2 separate regions of the Mus musculus genome follow, and region 1 is linked to region 2. A link is a contact called in public Hi-C data. All regions are on one chromosome and are shown on one strand. Each heading gives the region's core, a stretch centred on a gene start, on an enhancer-like site or on the middle of the called end of the contact. The rest is flanking DNA. Distances are from core to core; before and after follow the strand shown. Region 1 has its middle 10 kb from the start of Gm41333. Region 2 has its middle 100 kb from the start of Gm41333.

Evidence for each region. Hi-C and Micro-C count contacts between places; a contact is called where the count stands out from the background.
Region 1: a contact with region 2 is called in a Hi-C map of embryonic fibroblasts, with 4 times the contacts expected there. The contact joins two enhancer-like sites. A contact is called at or near these places in 5 of 484 Hi-C or Micro-C datasets (adipose-derived mesenchymal stem cells, cumulus cells, embryonic fibroblasts and 2 more).

Annotation. Positions count from the first base shown.
Region 1 is chr15:62,657,349-62,660,564 of GRCm38.p6, forward strand. No RefSeq gene overlaps it. Among named protein-coding and RNA genes, the nearest start is that of Gm41333, 10 kb to the right of the region's middle. Within about 2 kb of position 1,468, at least 25 of the 459 cell types and tissues checked have an H3K27ac peak or open chromatin away from gene starts, as enhancers often do. A contact at or near this core is called in embryonic fibroblasts, where this site is marked.
Region 2 is chr15:62,567,831-62,571,185 of GRCm38.p6, forward strand. No RefSeq gene overlaps it. Among named protein-coding and RNA genes, the nearest start is that of Gm41333, 100 kb to the right of the region's middle. Within about 2 kb of position 1,696, at least 71 of the 459 cell types and tissues checked have an H3K27ac peak or open chromatin away from gene starts, as enhancers often do. A contact at or near this core is called in embryonic fibroblasts, where this site is marked.

The sequences.
Region 1 (3,216 bases), core at 218-2,717, 89 kb after region 2:
TGTGTTTTGTTATGTCAGATAACAGAATACTTTCAGACAAAATTTATTTATTTCCAGAGATTTGCAAAGGTTCTCAGAGCTAATTAGTGTTTCACAGCATTAACACAGGAAAAGAGTTTGTTGTTCCATAAGAAAAAGTTGTTCAAGTAAGCAAAACCTCCCAAAGCTATGGGTAGCTACTGCTGCAAATGTTTGCTTGAGTCCACAAAGAGTGTGTAAGACTTCCTGGCTTGCTAGTTAATATCTATGATCCTTACCCTCTCTGAAGACAAGTGTTCTCATGTATAAAATATAGAATATGATATCAGTCCTTCATACCCAAGTGAAAAAGTTAATAAATTATTTTAAAGTACAATGATCAAAGCATCTGTTACCATGTCAATGAAACGACAGCCTAATACATGGCATGAGGGCTGAGGCATTGCATGAAATATATAAAGAGCTGGGCTGAACCTTTCCAGATCCCCTACGTCAGAAACATAACTGTTCCTGGCTTTGTCTCCATTTCAGACCTTGTGAAGTGATACAATAACGGCTGTTTTGCTTCCATTCCATGGTCACATAAATGCTATTTTCTGCAGGGGCAGCACTATGCAAAAGTGAGAACTTTGAGAGGTTGTCTGAAATTAAGTGGGGGCTCTTCCCTGCCCAAGTGGAAGTCCCTTGAGAAGTAGTCAGAAAGTCTTCTTTTTGTCAACTTGCAAAATGATACCCATATGATCCTAGGACTCCTGATCTGTTTATGTATATGAATGAACAGATATTGATGGCAAAAATGAAGGGAGACTGGGAAGAAGTGCATTTTGGCAACTACTATCTGTCAGATTGCATCTCGTGATGACATTTATTTATCATGCCATGTTAGTTTATTTTCTCTATTGCTGTGGTAAAATTTAAAAAGCTACAAAAACGTAAGAGATAAAGAGCTCTGTTTCCAGATGATATGTTCCTTTATAGATTGGAATGCATAGAGGAAAGAGCCAAAGGGAGGGTGAGTTTTCACACTGCATGGACAGATAGTCAGAAGGGAAGCTGGGCTATAAAACCCCAAGGCCCACTTCCTCCTCCAGTGATGCCTCACCTGCCTGAGGCTTTATAACCTTCCCAAATAGCTGCAACCAAATTTTCAAACATGTGAGCCATAGGGAATGATACAAAGCCAAGACATTACTTTGCTTGCAAAACAAGTCAGAAAATGAAGGCTAAGAGGGCTTACGTATTCTAGGGAAAGAACATCATGGGTACGTAGGCTTACAGGATTCCCACTAGAACTTATGATTCTATGAAGCAACACCAAGGAGGCTTGCTTCATTTGCCAAGGAAGACTTTATGCTTTCTCTCCTTCATCACAAACTTAAGATATGAGTAACATTCCATTGTCCTTTCTTCTGGAACACACTCATCCTTGCCTGCATGCCATCTCACAACCATGGAGACCACTTCCATGGTTAACTGGAGAAGGGGAGAAAGTGTGTCTTCATCTGGATTCCTGTCTTATGTGTCCTTCACAACTATGGTCTGTGGTCTGCTTATGTAGTAATAAAATAACCTTAAACTGAATTCCATCCAACATTCTCAGCAATCTTGAGACCCAAACGTATCACCTGTGGTTTGGCTTAGGCATGGGTTGCTGTGGCAGCACCAGTCCTGACCATTTATCTTTCATTGCATTAAATGAATAATTCTTGTCCATGTTTCAGGAGCTTGGCTAGCCAGCTCTCTTAGGGTGGTGTGAAAGGGGAGATCTATTCTGTAAATAAAAAGTATAATTCTAAGAAAGAAGGACTTCTTTCAAGTTGCCTCGAAATTAAAGGGAGGGACATACAGCTGCAGAGAGGCTTTGAAGATCCAAATCTCAGTAAGAATCCAGTCCTAGTGGAATTCAGTGCTTGCTGATTTTCAAATGTTTCTTTCTTTCTTCTTCTTTGTTGGCAAACGGGCTGGAATTGATGACTAAGCAGTTCTTTTATCATCAAGGACTATTATTTTCTCACAATGACCTCAGAGTAGCCATGGCATTTATGACCTTATTCATACACGCTCTCTGCCCAGAAACATAGGGGAATGACTCTTTCCTTAAAATGAAGAGTATTACCGACTTCAGGGTATTCCAGTTCCTCAGATAGGTTAGACTTTTTTTTCTGTTAATGCCACATTTTAAATACATATTGGGTTTCCCTTACTCTCTGTCATTCCCTATCAAGTGGCTTGTCTCTTCATTGGCCTTCACAAGACTAGGAAAAGACAAAGCATGGCTTTCCAAGTGTTTCTGAAAGTTTTTCCCCTGAGCCTGCTAGAGAATAGAAAGGTCAGGCTGAAGTTCTGTCTGACTACCCTCAATGATAGTTGCTAGTTATTCAGGATTTGGTAGCTTTCTCAACAACTATTACTCTAGGTAGGAAAAGCACAGTTCAGACGTATGTCTCCTGAGGTCTTGATAAGCTTTTCTGTCTGTCACTTGTATATGACCTGTAGGTGGGTCACAGCGCATTTCCCTTTATCTGCATGTCCATTGCATGTTCAATGATTACTATCTACTTAAATTTAAAGTCTAATTAAATTTTGTCAAATTATTACTTCCTTTGTGTTCTCACACAATAATATTCCTTCCCCTTTAATCAAGATTTAAACCACAGATGCAGACACAATCATGCTAAAAATTAAATTTTCTCTTGATTTAGGTCTAACACACAAGTTCCATGTTCTAGAAGTATTTACAGATAACAGAGTTTTCAAGTCAATCCTTGTATATATGTGTGTGTGTGAAGATGAAGTTAAAACACTACCTATAAGAATATGAACTAAGTAAGGACTCAGATATAGCTGTCTCTTGTGAGACTATGCCGGGGCCTAGCAAACACAGAAGTGGATGCTCACAGTCAGCTATTGGATGGGTCACACGGCCCCCCAATGGAGGAGCTAGAGAAAGTACCCAAGGAGCTAAAGGGAACTGCAACCCTATAGGTGGAACAACAATATGAACTAACCAGTAACCCGGAGCTCTTGTCTCTAGCTGCATATGTATCAAAAGATGCCCTAGTCAGCCATCACTGCAAAGAGAGGCCCTTTGAACTTGCAAACTTTATATGCCCCAGTACAGGGGAACGCCAGGGCCAAAAAGGGGGAGTGGGTGGGTAGAGGAGCAGGGTGGGGGGAGGGTGTGGGGGACTTTTGGGATAGCATTGGAAATGTAAACAAGGAAAATACCTAAAAAAA
Region 2 (3,355 bases), core at 446-2,945:
ATTGTTATTTTACTCTTTGACAAGGATATCTAAACATGCTCTGGTAAAGGAGAAGGTTTTCAGCTTTTAGGAAAGTGGCATGTGACTGAAGAACAGAGGGAGTTAGCCTGCTGTCAGCGACAACTGCCCAAGTGGCCTCAGGAGGAAGAGATGGAGAAGCCTCTGCTGAGAGACACGCTCTTCCTTTACCAAGGGATAGAAATGGTAGAATAGGAACCTATACAAAATATCATTTCAAGGATCAAATGGAGTTTCTCTGATTGCAGCTGGAAACATCTACTTGCTAACGCTGGCGGGTGGGACTCCTGTTCCTACTAAACGCATCTAGTCAGACTAGCTTGCTTCATATTTGAATGCAGAGAGTTCAAGAGCAACCATCCAGGAACCAGCTCGAGTGGTCGAGGAGGTATGTGTCTCACTCAGCCCTGAGCTTGCTTCTTAGCTCTATTCTTCTTTTCAGTTATGTAATTTTGGCCAAATTACCAGATGTGGCTGAGCTCCTGTATCTCTGTACAACTGGATTAATAATTCCTGTCACAAGGAATTATTCTAAGTGCTAAAGAGACAGTGCATGCAAGAGGCTGGCGGTTGTATCTGAAACCTAGCATACATCAACAGAACTTAGTGTGTTATTGATGCTTGTTACCTGCACTGGCATGGCAGTGAGTTCTGCATGTATTTGGGATATTCCAAATTGAGCAGGAAAAAAAAGGTACGTCTGTTTTTAAAATAAGTTCCCATAAAAGTAAGATGAAGGCTATATAAATATTTCTTGAGTATTTATAAAATATTTTCTTATGGATGCATTATTTTAATTCATTAACATTTTAAGAATCACTGGACTAAATTATTGTTTTTTTTTTCCTTTTGTATTCATTTCTCCAGAGATTTCATCCAACCTCTGGAGAAAAGGGGAGAGACAAGAAAGCAGTGTTTTCACTTGATTGAGGCCAAGAACTGGGGGACTGGACAGAGCTAGGTTACAGCCCTGCCAAACGTTCCCTACCTACAGGCTTTGACCTATGTAATAGGAGATAAAACTTACAGTAATAACAATTATAACAATAACAGGTCTGTAGTGCTGAGCTCTCCACCTATTATTTCATGATTCATACAAACACCTTATGGGTGAGATGTCACAATCACGTGTAAGTCACGAGCAATATACCAGATGACATCAGCCACATACTAGGTTCATAGAAAAGGACCTCTGACAAGCAAGACTATCTTCTTACCCCTGCCTTGATTTTCTGAACATAGATGCAGATAGGTTCTGTCTATGTGGCTGCTGAGGAACTGGACTGAACTATTGAGTTAATCAGTTGGCTCTCAAGCCCATTTGTTTCCACAGGAGGCAATGGTAAAACTCATTGCAGTTCACAAACCCTCTGTCTTCTCAGCTCACAAGCATTGCCTCCTGGTTGGTTTGTGCTGGGGTAGAGTGAGTCAGCCAGTCACATGCCTGCTCTCAGGGCCACTGTCCAGGTGAGAGGCACAAATGCTGCTCACACTGCTCTTGACCAGCATATCAAGTGTTGCCCGGACCTGCAGGTCCTGCTTTTTCACTCCATGGATGGGCTGTGCTCTTTCACTTCGGAGAGAGCCAGCATTGTCAGCTCAACTGCTTCCTTGTGCTCAGTAGCTTGCTGAAGGGTGACTGGCTTGAGACCTTGTTAAAGCTACCCTGCCCCTGTTTTAAAGCATCACTGAGAGATGCTGGAGCTGAGTCACCGTCCACACAGACAGCTCATTGCCAAGATGTGCTGTGCTTTTCTGATGCAAGGAAGAGCAAGTTTCCATCCCTGCTGTAATGTCACCCCGCTGCACAGCTCAGGCCAATAAAGTTCAACAAACCAGTTTAGCCTGGGAGAGAAGGGGATGAAAGGCTAAAACACTCTTTGATGAAACCCGAGTCTTCCAGGTAAAGGGCAAGTAGCTGGCATGACGAGTGAGCAAAGACATCTTTTGGGAATCTCCCGTTCGTTCTGCCTTTCATCCTGACGCTCTTCTTCACTGGGTGATTTCACATGAAGCAAAAGTGTTGGCTCTCTACCCTTCTCCTTCCTGCCTGCCCCAGTAAATTGTGACCGATACTGTCTGAATCACTAGATTCTTTGGACACTCAATTATCTATGAGAAAACAATGTATCTCACTTCTGACTTACTGCAGATACGCTTAGCTCTTGCACCGAATGGTTTTAAAGGCCAGCAACACCTCCTCCCTAAACCCCTTCATTTAAATTATGTTTATTACTATGCTTGTTTACTCTCAGTCATCCCTCCTTGAGGAAGGGGATCTAAGCATGTGGGACCAGGCTTATTTTGCACTTTAGCTTGGTGGAGGATCTGCAGCAAATGAGCTAATCTATATTTACTGAATTATTAAACTGCTCCCCCACACACACTTTTCAATTGCTTTTCCTGTCCCCCAAATCAGTTTTGCTCCTGTCCCAACCACACAGCTCAATGTTGATAAACGAATAAGAGTTCAAATCAACTCATTATTTTCTGTCCTGAGCTTCCCTAGTCCTGTCTTTTCTTTGCGATGCATCCTCTTTGAGTGTAATTAGCATCAGGACTCTGTGCTGCTTGGAATCTTTCAGTCCTGTCACACAAGGTTTATCCCTGCCTGAAATGTCCTCTCTGCTATATTTTCTCTGGCAAACTTCTGTATGCTCATCTTATATAAGGAACCTTCTTGGAACACCCATCAGGCCCACTCCTCTAACTACAACTGACCCTTCTTTCCTTTGGATCCACAATGAAGTGCTTCAGTTCTGTTTTTTTCCCATTAATTTATCTGTTCACTGTACATCCCAATCCTAGCCTGTCCCCTGTTTCCTCCCAGTCCTGCTCTTAGAAATTTCTCTCCTCTTTACCCCCCCCCCCCCCTTCTTCTTAGAGAAGGGGAAGCCACCTTTGGGTACTTCCCTGCCCTGGGACATCCAGTCCCATGAGGAACTAAGCATATTCTCTCTCACTGAAGCCCAGTCAGGCAGACCATTTAGGGGAGTGGGATACAGTGGCAGGCAACAAAGTCAGAGATAGCTTCTGTTTCAATTGTTGGGGGACCACATGAAGACCAAGTTACACATCTGCTACAAACGCATAGGGGGCCTATGTTCAGTCCCTGCATGTTCCCTGGTTAGTGGTTCAGTCTCTGTGAGCCGCCATTGGCTCAGTTTAATTGAGTATATAGATCTTCTGTGGTGTCCTTGACCACTCTGGCTTGTTCAATTCTATCTCCCCTTTTCCACAAGACACCTTGTGCTCCACCTGATGTTTGGCTCTGGGTCTGTTTCCATTAGCTGCTGGGTCAAGCCTCTCAGGAGACAACCAAATACTCACTATTCAG